Linked DNA regions of Solanum lycopersicum: region 1 is linked to region 2. The links are chromatin contacts, called in public HiChIP or PLAC-seq maps. All regions are on one chromosome and are shown on one strand. Each heading gives the region's core, a stretch centred on a gene start, on an enhancer-like site or on the middle of the called end of the contact. The rest is flanking DNA. Distances are from core to core; before and after follow the strand shown. Region 1 holds the start of LOC101253330. Region 2 holds the start of LOC101253945 (elicitor-responsive protein 1).

Evidence for each region. HiChIP or PLAC-seq counts read pairs in DNA pulled down with a chosen protein or histone mark.
Region 1: an RNA polymerase II HiChIP or PLAC-seq map of leaf shows a contact between it and region 2, with 2.3 times the contacts expected there. The contact joins the promoter of LOC101253330 here to the promoter of LOC101253945 in region 2. A contact is called at or near these places in 2 of 8 Hi-C or Micro-C datasets (leaf and leaf mesophyll) and 1 of 1 datasets of contacts at active chromatin or transcription factors (leaf).

Annotation. Positions count from the first base shown.
Region 1 is chr10:46,341,797-46,348,320 of SLM_r2.1, reverse strand. LOC101253330 reads right to left here and starts at 1,613. Exons shown (of 1, transcript XM_004248710.5): 1 at 1-1,613. The coding sequence starts at 1,519. The coding sequence ends at 191.
Region 2 is chr10:46,213,650-46,220,307 of SLM_r2.1, reverse strand. LOC101253945 (elicitor-responsive protein 1) reads left to right here and starts at 3,565. Exons shown (of 8, transcript XR_743539.4): 1 at 3,565-3,829; 2 at 3,915-4,019; 3 at 4,101-4,227; 4 at 4,343-4,414; 5 at 5,211-5,256; 6 at 5,351-5,669; 7 at 5,752-5,895; 8 at 5,986-6,168.

The DNA.
Region 1 (6,524 bases), core at 364-2,863, 130 kb before region 2:
TCTATTATTATTTAAATAGAAGGGTTCATAATATAAACTCGTACGAGGGTCGCGCGACCCTTTTGGCTTTTTTTATTATACTTTCAACACAATATGCATCAACAAAGATAAAAAGGAAATTAAACTTGGCAAATTTACATTTACTGCTGCCATACTTCAATCTGCAAACATGGGGAAAAAAACATAGCATTTACAACGAATGCGGTTTCAAAGCACCGTAAGTTCTTGGCGCTGGCGCATTCTCATTTTCGTTCTGTTGATTCTGCTTATAACTGCCAACGCTACAAGGAACAAATCCCAATGACTTTTCGTCAGGACAAGATCTTGGCTTACAGAAAAATGCAGCACATTCCTCTGCTGATCTTTGCATTGGCAAGCCTGGAATGCAATTCATCTTGATATCAAGTACTCTTTTCTCAATTAACTTCTTGCATTCCGGTCCAACTTCATTGAAGTAATTGTAACTCAACGTCAAATTTTTCAAGTTACAGAGCTTGCACACTAGTTCAGGTACAGCTCCGTAGAACTGATTTTGTGCCAAATTAAGTATCTCTATCTTAGCTAAACATCCGAATGAATGAGGTATTTTTCCTGTTAGCTGATTTTTGCTAACATCGAAAACTGTGGCTTTACTTAAAAGCCCAATTTCATAAGGCAAGCATCCTGTAAGCTGGTTGTTTAAGAACAGTACTTCACGTAATGATTTACAAGCTTGACCAATGCTACGAGGAATTGGACCGGTGAATTTGTTGTTTGCTAAAGTTAAGTAAAGAACTGGTGTTGATCCCAAGTTATCAGGAAGTTTTTGGATTAAATTGTTGTTGTTGATGAATAAAACATCGAGATTTAACATGAACAGTTGAGGGGAAACCAACCCGGAAAATGAATTGAACCTTAGGTCTAAGAAATACAATTTTTTGGCACCAAAAACAATGTTATTTGGAAATTCACCATTATATTTGTTGTTGCTAAGGTCTAACTCATAGAGATAACGAAGATTCGCAATTTTCTTGGGGATTGTACCTTTAAAATTGTTGGTGTTTGCGTGAAAGATTGTTATGTCTGGTAATTCGTCAATAAAGCCGTCAATAGTAAGGTCAGGGCCATCGAATTTGTACTGATTGAAGTCCACAGCAGCTAATGCTTTAACCTTTAAGTCAGGAACCGTGGCACAACGAAAACCTTTGTACTTGTTGCAAACATCAGAGCCATTCCATGTTTTTGTAATACCTAAAGGGTCATGTGTGATTTTGGACTTCAGCTTTTGGATGACATGATAGGCAATCTCGACACGTTTACTTTCAAAGAGGAGTGATGGTGGTGGAGGACAAGGAGGTTCTGGTGGCGGAGGAGGTGGTGGACAATCTTGATTATCCGGTGGTGGTGGACTACCACCACCTCCGCCGATAATTATCTCCAAAGCTTGTCTAGTTTGGCCAAGAGTTGGAGTAGCAAGGACTAGACAATTTTGGAAAAATAATTGAAGGATAAAAATAATAGAGATAATAATGGTAGCCATTTGGTTAAGGCAATGAATTATGGAGTTGTACAAAGATCAATTATATTAGTATTGATTCATAGTCACGAGAACAATAACAGTACATATTATTTTATCCTCAAATAACCAAGTTGTTGCCCTCTCACTTTCAATTATGAAAATTTTTGTCCATTTTTGACTTGTCAATGATTCTATCAATTATTATTTTTATTGTATGGAAATAGTGGATAAAAAAAATAAAAATTTAAATAATGAACATATTTAATTATCTATAGCTAGGAGCAGACATATCTGACGGATAGCAGCTATTATTATTATTCAGCTTCCATTGTATCGATCACATGAATTATCAACTTTATGGTAAACTGCAACTTGAACTTACTAGCTGCCTGTTTGACACTTTATCTCCTTTTAACCAATTTGTTTGAATGATGATAATTTTGATACATAAATCAATTAACACAAATATTGGTCCATATATTGAACTTTTTTTAAGCCACTATATTTCTAGTATCTTTTGTTTTGTTTTGAAATAGGATCACTATTGGGCACGTGTCTCTTTTGTTCCTTTTTATTGGAAACATGATGTAATTATGCTATTTAAAATACATAATCTCTAAAAAATATTTACAATTTAAATTAATTATAAAATCTCTTTTATCCTTTTTTTACTATCCGGATACATCACTCTCCCTCTTAATATTTGGATACATTATTCTAACTCTATCAGATACAAAACAATTTTGTTTGTGTACAACATATTTGAATGATAATTTTGAAAGAATTAGAATTGTCCGAAAATTGAAAATGTTTAAGTGAAATTTTGATTAAAAAAATAAATAATATCTATTAATCATCTTAAAATTTAGTGGTTTATCAAATTATTCGAAATGTAAAAAAATATTTAAATATAGTTTAAGTGTGTCTCTGAGATTTCGATAATATCTAGGGGTACTTATGCATTTTTCCTTTTAAAATCGAAGAGAGTTAAACTAATAACAGTAAAAAGGGAGGTGGAGTTGTGGTAAAAATGACATTAAAAGTGAGAAGTTACAATGAAAATGACAATGAATTTTTGAAGAAGAAGGAAGAAAGAAAAAGATAAAATTTTAATAATGAGAAAAGTTAAAATAATAAGAAAAACAAGAAATATATTTTATAGCAAAATACTTGTAAAAATAAATTATATTCGTTTTTTAGTTTATTCACGCTCTTTAAGAGAGTACATACACTCTTCATACCATGTGGACAAAAAATGATGTAATAATATAAGTATAGGATCATTTAGGGGGTTACAGGATGCTCGCATAGTTTAAGTGTCTTTTTGAATATTCGCGACATCTCCAGATGTCACTTTATGTCTTTTCTCAATTTTCAAATAATATATGTTATCCCTCTTATTCCCATTCATGTGACATGAATGAAATTTTGAGAGTTATTCAAATTGTTAATATATTTTTAAATATTTGAAGTTGTTAATTGTTGTGATTTATAGTATTACTATTCAAAATGTACAAGTACATCTTCAACCTATGTCCCAGAGACACACTTATACTATACTAAGGTCCTATTACCCCCTTAACTTATTTTATAAGTAGTTTTCTATCCCTTTTCGACCTATGCTAGCTTGAAAAAAGAAAGTTAACCAGCGTTGGGCCCACAAGATAGTGTCACGTAGGTTAAAAAGGGTAGAAAATTATTAGTAAAATAAGTTCAGGGGGTAATAGGACCTTAGTAAGTATAAGTGTGTCTCTGAAATTTTGAGCATATGTTGAGAGGATACTTGTGCATTATCCCTATTTTTTAAATGCATAATATACTAAAAAAATTATGTTAAAAGAAAAATAATAGAGAAATTCAAAGCTTTGAGGCATGAAAAATCAATATTTTTCAAGAGTCATTGCATGTATATTATTTTAGGAATGAAAAACAATTATCTATCACGATACAACAAAGCCAAAACATATATGCAATTGAATTCGCTACTTATGGGAATGCTAGATATTTATAGAACTTAAGATATGAGTTTTCATAATAATCATATTCTATCATGAATATAAATGACTTTTTCATAATAATTATGTTCTTTCATTAACAGAGACTTTTATAACAGTTATCTTATTTCGTAAACAAATTATTTTTTCTAAAATAGACACTTATAATCTGAACAATCAAAACTTTAAGTTCTCCTTTTTTTAAAGGAAATTTTTTTGTTACTTCCTATCTAAACATAAAAAAAATTTCATTTAAAATTTAAATATTAAATAAATTACTAGTTCCTAATAAATTACGAAAAAATAAATTTTTAAATTTAACCAAAAAAAAATACTACAAAGTTACTATTAAAATTTATATAAGTTAATTATTACCTTATATAGGCATGACTTTCAAAAGTTAGTAAATTTTCTTTTTAAATGTGAATGAAATAACGTTAAAACTTTGACTATATTTTAGAACATTGAATTAAACTACATGGAATTTATTATCTACCAATAAAAATTTGAAAACAAAAATCAAGGTATTATATTATAACAAATGACTTAACATTTTATGATTTTGTAATGAATTGAAGAGATTAAGGTGCAAAACATTAAAATAAAATTAAATAGCATAGCATGTATGGTATATAGACAATTGTCAAAGATGTTAAATAAATTATTATCTTGCAAATAACTCAAAAAAAATAATGAGTTATATATATTAAATGTTTGAATAGTATATTGTGTATTTCATAACATAACAATTCCTCACAACCTTGTATTCATATTTACTCCATATAATGATTTTTAAATCGTCGATCTCACTTAAATTAAATGTTCCTTTAAAAAGAATTCCTCTTTTTTGGCTAAGTTGATTGGAAAACAATAATTAACAAAAAAAGTATAAATAAGAAGTTACTTAGCCTTAAGCATGTATCAATTTTTTAAATTTGCTAATAGCAATCAGATTAAAAGTGTTAAATTTAGTAATCATCTATGTATTCTAATTTTGAATGTGCGAAATTAAAAGTAATAAGAAAATGGGATAGGTGCAATTTGAAAAAGATGGAATATTTTATCTGTTTCAAATTTTATAAATATACATAAATCGCATCATAGATTTAGTTTGAAGCCATGATATGATCTCAGATATTATTTCTTCATGACCAATCTTCTCCATGATTGTGCACTAAAAGAGAGCCGTAGGAAAATTTGCTCCATGATTGTGCACAAAAAGAGAGCTATAGGAAAATTTGCCCTATTACTTAAATATTCCCATAAAGTTAAATAGAATTCAAATTTTCAAATATTTGTATTGTTAGATTACCATTCCATAAGTAATTATTTTTTATAAAAAAATTAATCCTATTAAGTTTTATCTAAATTGAAAAAGAAACATGATATATTAGTATTTCCTTATTCACATGGAAACTTTTAAACGGACAAAACTACAAACCCAAAAAGAAAAGTTACTGCCCAAGGAACTTAAAAAATAGTGAAACTAAAAATAATAGTCAAAATATGATAAATTTTTCAATTTTAATATTCTATATATGAATAGTTTAAAAATTGTGACTAGAATATTAAATAACTACATATATTTTTAATTTGAGATCATAAATTTATTTTTTTTTAAAAAAATTCATATAAATTAAACTAAAAATTAAATTGAAAGGGAGGAACTACTAATTAGCACTTTTACCGTCCCTGCTCAATTATTGTAGCAAGGTATACTTGTAATGGCTGATTCAAATATGACATATTAATTTTGGTAGAGCTGTCAATATCATCTCATATGCTTTGAAATTTGATGGGATATGTCGAGCTAGCTCTTTTTTATGTTGATTTGAAAATGGTCGGCTCAGTCCACAAGCACATGAGCTATAGTTTTTTTGCAGTCAATCCTCTTTAAAAATATTATCGTAAATATCGATAAAACAATATTACATAGTGTTAGAGTTATTACCTGTTAATTGAATACGCAAATAAAATTATCTTTATAGTATTTATTAAGTTTGATTGGAAGTAAATGCATAAATAACTAAATAGAAATATTAACCTATCAATAATCATAATAAAACACAAAAACTATCACAATATTTCATAGTTTATGTGTGACTATGACCTATATATGGATTCCGTAGAAATTTTAGGAAATTTTTATTTTATGTAACATATATTTTATAAATATAATTTATATTCAAATTATAATATTTTAAACTTTAAACAGATTTTGAGTTAAAACTTTTGTTATTTTTAATACTCTATTTTATTTTTATTTTTTCATTAATTTTATTTTAGTCCACGGTTAGCCCTATTCATATTTGTGAAGCCATTTTCGGTGGTTGGATAAGAGTCAATTATTAGTAGATCAAAATCTGACGCTGTACTACTGTTACTGCAACTATGTTACTACTGTTACTGCAACTATGTGTGCTGCTTTCACTTTTTAATTTCTGCATTGTGTTTACGAGACGAAACAATGAGGTGTTTGTGTTGAATCTGGTTAGATAAGTTTCAGTTTCATTTTGGCGTAACTTTGTTTTGGATACGAAGACTGGATTCCCAAATTGTACAAAAAGTAACGTGAGTGCTACTTTTAGCTTGGTGTATTGTTTACATGTATTGCTTCCACTATCCATTACCAAAACCTTTTTCCCTTTCGGTGGTTGGTACATGAGTCCAATTATTTCAAATCCAAATCAATATAAATACGATTTATAGCTATGAATTTAATATATGACTCATATATCTAATACCTAACTTATGTATTGTTTACTATGTATTAACCAGATAACTTGAAAAAATTATTAACACGCGCTAGGCCTAAAAGATAGTGTTACCTAGGTCGAAAAGGAGTAGAAAATTATTTATGAAATAAATTTGGGGGCTAATAAGACATTAGTACAGTATAAGTGTATCAAATTTCGCACATAGATTGGGAGATACTTATGCATTTTCTCTAAAACTTTCCGTCACTATATTTACTGTGTATAAAACTTTAAAATTCACCATTTTAGCTTAGAAAGATTAGACAGTGACTTTTC
Region 2 (6,658 bases), core at 2,316-4,815:
AGTTTTTAATTTTTTTGTTAAATGAAGAAGTCATAAGATAGTTGGTTGTAGGGCGGTAGTTTGAGAGCAAAGAGGTTTATTTAAATCTTGTTGGTGAAAAATTAGTATTACATACATAAGATTAATATTACTTTTGAATTCTCTATTACGTTTATTTTTTAATATTTTGAATCTTCTCAATAAAAAATTCAATTTTACCATGAAATACACAATGATACAAAAAAAAACTTAAATTTTAAAAAGACAAAGCATGTGATCGGTTAATCGATTCATATACTACTAATATATAAGTCGTAATAATGACACACTTCACAGTCGACAAGTCTGTATCAGTTGCGTGGTTTCCATATTTATATAAGAAGATTTATATTTTGCCCTTCACATTCTATGTTATTATTTCACATATCCTTCTAATAAAGCCATATTTTGGGATGCTTTGCGGTACTTTTCTAATATATATTTTGCCCTTAATATTGTATTTATTACTTCAGTTGTTTCATACTTTTATGTAAATAAAGCTACATTTTTGTGCCTTCTAAAGATGCTTAAAGTGCCTTCTAAAGATGCTTAAAGTCTTTCTTTCTTCATTCATTATCTTTGTTTGCTACTGTTTATTCCAACATCTTATTATTAGTTAATAAAAAATGTAAATTATTATAAACTATGATTACCGAGATATATAAATAATTGATCTAATTAATGAGAAATATAAGTTTTACATTTAATACTATGTTCATTCCAATTTTAGAAACATTATGTGACTAGATACAAGAGTTTGAAAAACAGAAGGCGAATTTTAAATTTGTATTCTAAAACAAGTCTCTAAAAACATACTATTAAAATGTGATTAACTCTCCATATTTCACACTTGCCATATAAATTGAGATAATAAAAGTAACATATATTATTTAAAAATTAATTTATGAATATTATAAATCATTACTTATAGTATGAAAAAAAATATCAAAAATTGATTTACTCTCCGTATTTCACAAGTGTCACATGTAAATTGAATAAGAGCTATATATTATTTTAAAATTATGTACTTAAATTGATGAACTTTCAAAATATCACACGTGCCACATATATTATTCGGAAAAGGGTCAAAATTGCCACTGAAGTATGCGAAATAGACCACTTATACCCTCCATTATATTTTGTGATCAAAAATACCCCTGTTGTTATCCTTGGAGACCACAATACCCTCAAGAGTTAACACTCAATTTTTAGTGACTTGACATGTCACATGGAACTAATCCCTCCACCTAAGTGTTTCCAACTAAGATTCACTACAAAAGAACTTGATCTTTAGTAGCGATAAAGTTGCCACAAAATCTCAAAATATTGCCACTACAGGTTGCAAGTGATTTTTAGTGACGACTAATAGTTAAACCTATTTTTTCAAAAAAAAGTATGGTAATTAATTTTCGATTGCAACCTAATTTTCTACAATAAATAACTTGCAATGTCAATATTAAAAACACCCAATATTACTACGAAAAATCATGAAAATTACTTCTTGATTCACATCTCCTACTATATAATGCATAATTGTACATTTTATACATTTACTTATAACATAAACATAAAACATACAGTGTCTTAAAACTCCTACTTAATCGATATCATTTTAGTTTTTTTAAAAAAATAATGAAGAAAAAATACAAAATTAGAATTTAATAGTAAAAACTTTTAGTGACGATTTTTTGAGCTTTTCTGGCGATTGTTGTCGCCATTAAAGGTCTAGTTCTTTTGTAATGCATCCTAGTTGGCAATAATTAGGTGGAAGGATTAGTCCCACGTGGCTTGCCAAGTCAATGAAAATATGGGGTGTTAACGCTTGAGGATATATATGATTTCTTAGGATAACAACATGAGTATTTTTTTAAATCTAAAATGTAACGAAGACTCTAAGTGATCTGTTTCACATAGTTCAGGGGTAACTTTGACCCTTTTTCGTATATTATTTAACAAATGCATTTAAGATATTATAAAAATAATTAACAACAAAATCATGTAATTAAAAAAATAAAGTAATATACATTGGGCCCGGGCTTATCCGGGCTTTTGTATCTAGTATATATAAAAGAGTTCTCAATGACTAAATTAAAGTTATTACAACTTGCAACACTCAATTTCTAGGTCGTCATATTCAACTCTTGTTTTTCTATCTACTTCTATTTTTTGACAAATTCACAAAAATATGTGATAGGAACATTACCACTAATTCTCTCTTCTTCTTTTTTTTTTGGCGTTTGGCATTAACAATCTCTTTTTGATTGTTTTAGTTTTAACTCTCAAGTAACATTGTTCAATGAATATTTTCTTCACACAATCTTTATTGATGTAATCTCCTTAATTTGAAGCATACTATGAACAAGGTCTTCCTTGTAGGATAAGGTGTCATATACTTTTATTTTGTGTGTCAATAACATGACTTGGGTCATAAAAAAGTCGATTCAACATTAATATATTATAATGAAGTCGACATGCTACAAGTCCAACTCTTTTAAGAATTGGATCGAAACCAATATTTTTGAGGGTTGATGCTAACTTTTCCTTTTCTATCCAAATATACGATGCCTTTATTGGTGACTCTTTGAATAAACAAAGACAACTTCTTTCGACTTTACTTCTAAATATAATTTCTGATAGTTTTGCGCCATTTTGAATCATTCTAGAAAAAATTTCTTCAAAATATCATAAAATATTTTTCAATTAATTAAAAAAAAAAATATATATATATATATATATATATATATATATATATATATATATATATATATATATATATATATATATATATATGAATGAATGACATCATCTTTCATATATAGAATGCCTCAAACACAGTCATTTGAATACTTGTTCAATAACAATTTCACCAAATTGCTAGGAATGTTCAATAACAATTTCACCAAATTGCTAAGAATGTTGTAAAAGTAAACTCAGGATGACCTTTACATAGTTGTTCTATTTTATCTATATACTCTTTGTCAAGGGTGAATATATTATTACTTGTATGAATTCAATCCATAATTTTTTGGCGTTAGATCATAAATTTATATCAACTTTATTAAAAATTATGATAGATAATAAATACGAATACATATTTTTAACTATAACACGTTCAAAGCCAAAATATTAAGAGGTTAAATTTATAAGATTCAAATTCTAAATCCACCTCTATACTTCATATAGTTTTTCTTCCTTATTAATTTCTTTACTTATAAGATATAAAAGTGTCTATTTTAGATTTTTAGGATTATGAGAAAGACATACTTTATTACACCTAAAACTCCAATATTTGGTTTGTCTTATTTGACATTTTTCAATTTTTTAGAGTCAAATAATTTAAATTAGACAAAAAATTTGCATATAGAATCTTTATTTTTTAAAAAATAAAATTTACAAATTTACAAACTAAATAATATAAGTTACAATAATTGATTATTAAAAATATTTATGAAAGTCTTCTCTTTGAAAATAGAATTTGTTTGAATTTTGAAATTTAAAGATATCTTGTAAAATGGATAAGAGGGAGTATTTGAAATAATCCATTACATAAATGTTTTAGTCATTGACGCTATGATTTTGTAACGCGCATTCTCCGTTTCTAGTCAACGAAATAATTTTAATATAAGTCAAAGAAATGAACACGAAACCTCCTATTGGTTGATTTGTTCTCTTTATAAAATAAATAAAAACCCTCATTTTTTTTCCTTAGCTAATTTTAAACCCAAATTCCTCGTCATCGTTGTCTTCTTTCTTCTTCTACTTTCCATGTCGATAGCATATGGCATCCAAGGCCAACTCCTTGAAGTAACTGGTACGAACTTCATTCAACTACAGCTAAAATACTGAGATTTTATGAATTACTTTTCATTATTTACTTTGAATTTTCGTTTTTGTAGTTGTTGCTTGTAATAAACTGAAGGATACTGAATGGATTTCAAGGCAAGATCCGTATGTTTGCCTTGAATACGGAAGTTCTAAATTCCGTACTCGTACATGTACAGGTACAAATTGAATGGATTTATATCTGTTAACTATCATTTTTGGTGAATTTTGATGAGATTCATGCTTTTGTTTGTATGTAGATGGCGGTAAAAACCCTACGTTTCAAGAGAAATTTGTGTTTAAGCTAATTGAAGGGTTGCGAGAGATCAATGTTGTTGTGTGGAATAGCAATACTGTTAATTCAGATGATTTTATAGGGAGTGGAAAGTAAGTCTCAATTTGTTTTCTCTTGACTGATTTGGATTTGTTGTTGAGTTGATTGAATGATCTATTTAGTTTGTTAGTTGAGTGTTAATGATTAAATTATTTAATTTAATTCTAGGGTTCAACTACAGAAGGTTCTCTCACAGGGATTTGATGATACTGCTTGGCCACTTCAGAGGAAGAACGGCAGGTATATTGATAAAAACAACTGCTATTTCTTGATGAATTTTGCTATGGTCTTTCTTTTACGGCGAGAATTGTGTTTATAGTCCTTCTAAGTTTGAATTTGTATCTTTTTTTGTTTGTTTTCTTTGACAAAATGTTCTACATTGTGATTCCACTCTTTCATGTGACATTAATATGACAATTTGCGACACCAAGGTCTGGGATGTATGGATATGATGTGATTCTTTTCATTCATCACTGAAGTTCTTCATTTCATCATTATTGATTAACATAGACCTGTCTATAACTAGCCATCAACTTACTTCCGGACAGTGATGCAGGTGGAACTTAAGCTTTCATAAGCTATTTGTATTCTGTAAAAGTGTTGAATTTTTTTTTGTTCAACTTTCTCCCTGTTAATTGTCTACTTCTGGTAGTCAAAGGGGTCATGGATCAGCTCTTTCTACAAAGAGCCTTATAGACCTTTAGGCATACTAGACACAATTGGGTCACATGTTGGCTTCAAGTTTGGTGAAGAATTAGGGGTAGTTGAGGTTCAATATACTAGATATGAGGCGAGGAATTATTGATTACCTTGCAGGATATAAGTTGAGTCAACAGGAGGTGTAATTTGTTTTCTCACATAAAAGGTATTTAGTCAGCACACCAAGTACTGATACTGGTGGATTCATGGGGGCTATAAAGATTTTTTCTTGATAGTATTTGTGAGGTCATTGGAGACGAATGAAGAGAGCAGCTTTTTCAACACTTGTGTATTCCTAATGAAATCACAGTGTAACAGAAGTATATTTCTTTTACAGGCATGCAGGAGAAGTTCGACTAATAATGCACTATGCAAATACCAATGTAAGTGCCGCCGTCTTTTCTTAGAATTTCCTTCTTGCTTCCCACCCCAAAAATCTTTTAATGTCTTTAACATGAATTTCTCTTTTACTTCCAGAAGCCAGCAACAAGCCATGCTCAATCAGGCCCTCCATTTGTTACACCAACTCCTGGATCATATCCATATTCAGTAGCTCCACCACATGTAGCTTCTCACCCAACACCTTCTGGCTATCCAGCACCATCTCCTTATTCCACAGCCTCGCCTCCTTCAGCATTTTATCCAGCTTCTCCTTATTCCACAGTCCCACCACCTCCAGCAGCATATCATTCAACATCTCTTTATCCCCCTCAATCGGCTGCTTATCCTTCACCTTACTCATCATCTGCGTATCTGCCTCAGCCTTATCCACCACAGGGTTACTCTTATCCCCCAGGTAAATCTTGTAAGATGTGAATTTCTTACTCTCCCCTGGTATGTCAATTACGGTTAACTATTTATTTTTGTTGTCTTGCCAGGTCAATACCCTGGAGTCTATCCTCCACGATCGTATTGATGCTATGTTCTTAAATGCCTGGACAAGGATTGTGCACAAACAAGTACTTGCTGAGTTTTCATTTATTAGTGTGGTATCATGTCTCTTCAGGACTTCTCCATGACCTGTCAGTGATTGCTATGCTGAAATTGTTTAGTATTTGTAGAATCTGGAAATTATTCAAACAAAGCTTATGTTTTGTGCCTGTACTATGTAGGAGTATTCCCAAGCGAAATGTACAGAATTTTCTTGTCTGATAGGCTCCACCGGCTTTACATGGAACACTTCAGATTGTACTTTTGTGATTTTATACTTCCTGTTAGAATTGTTGATATGGCTACTTTTTGTATGTTGAACAAAATATATATATTTTTTGGAATATTGCCTCTTGGCCACTGAATTTGAATTAAGGTTTTAGTTTTCATAATATTCTGTTGGGAAGTAACTTGCTTAGTCGTTTGATTGGTTGAGAATACCTTCAAGTGCTATGAACTTCTCTTGGATGCTTGTACAAGTACTTCCTGCCTGATGAGTACTATTTGCCATTCTCAGCTTCTGTTTTAAATTTGAGTAATAGTGTATCAAAAATTAAGTGCACAAAGAAATAAGATAAGGACTCCAGTTCCAACACTTATCGTTATATTAAAAGTAGAAGCCTAATTGTACTTGGTTCATATGTTGGGTATTTTACCAAGGACGCTCAACTCATCATCGATACTAGAAAAGGAACCTAGAATTACAAGACACCTAAGAAGAGAGGACTTCTCTCAAATACAGAGTATCTAGAGAATCATAAAAAGAGAGATCTTCACTTATAAAAGTAAAAAAAAAAGAGAATCTACTAGAAATAAGACATGTTCAAAGAAGCTATCACTAACACAAGAACTAGC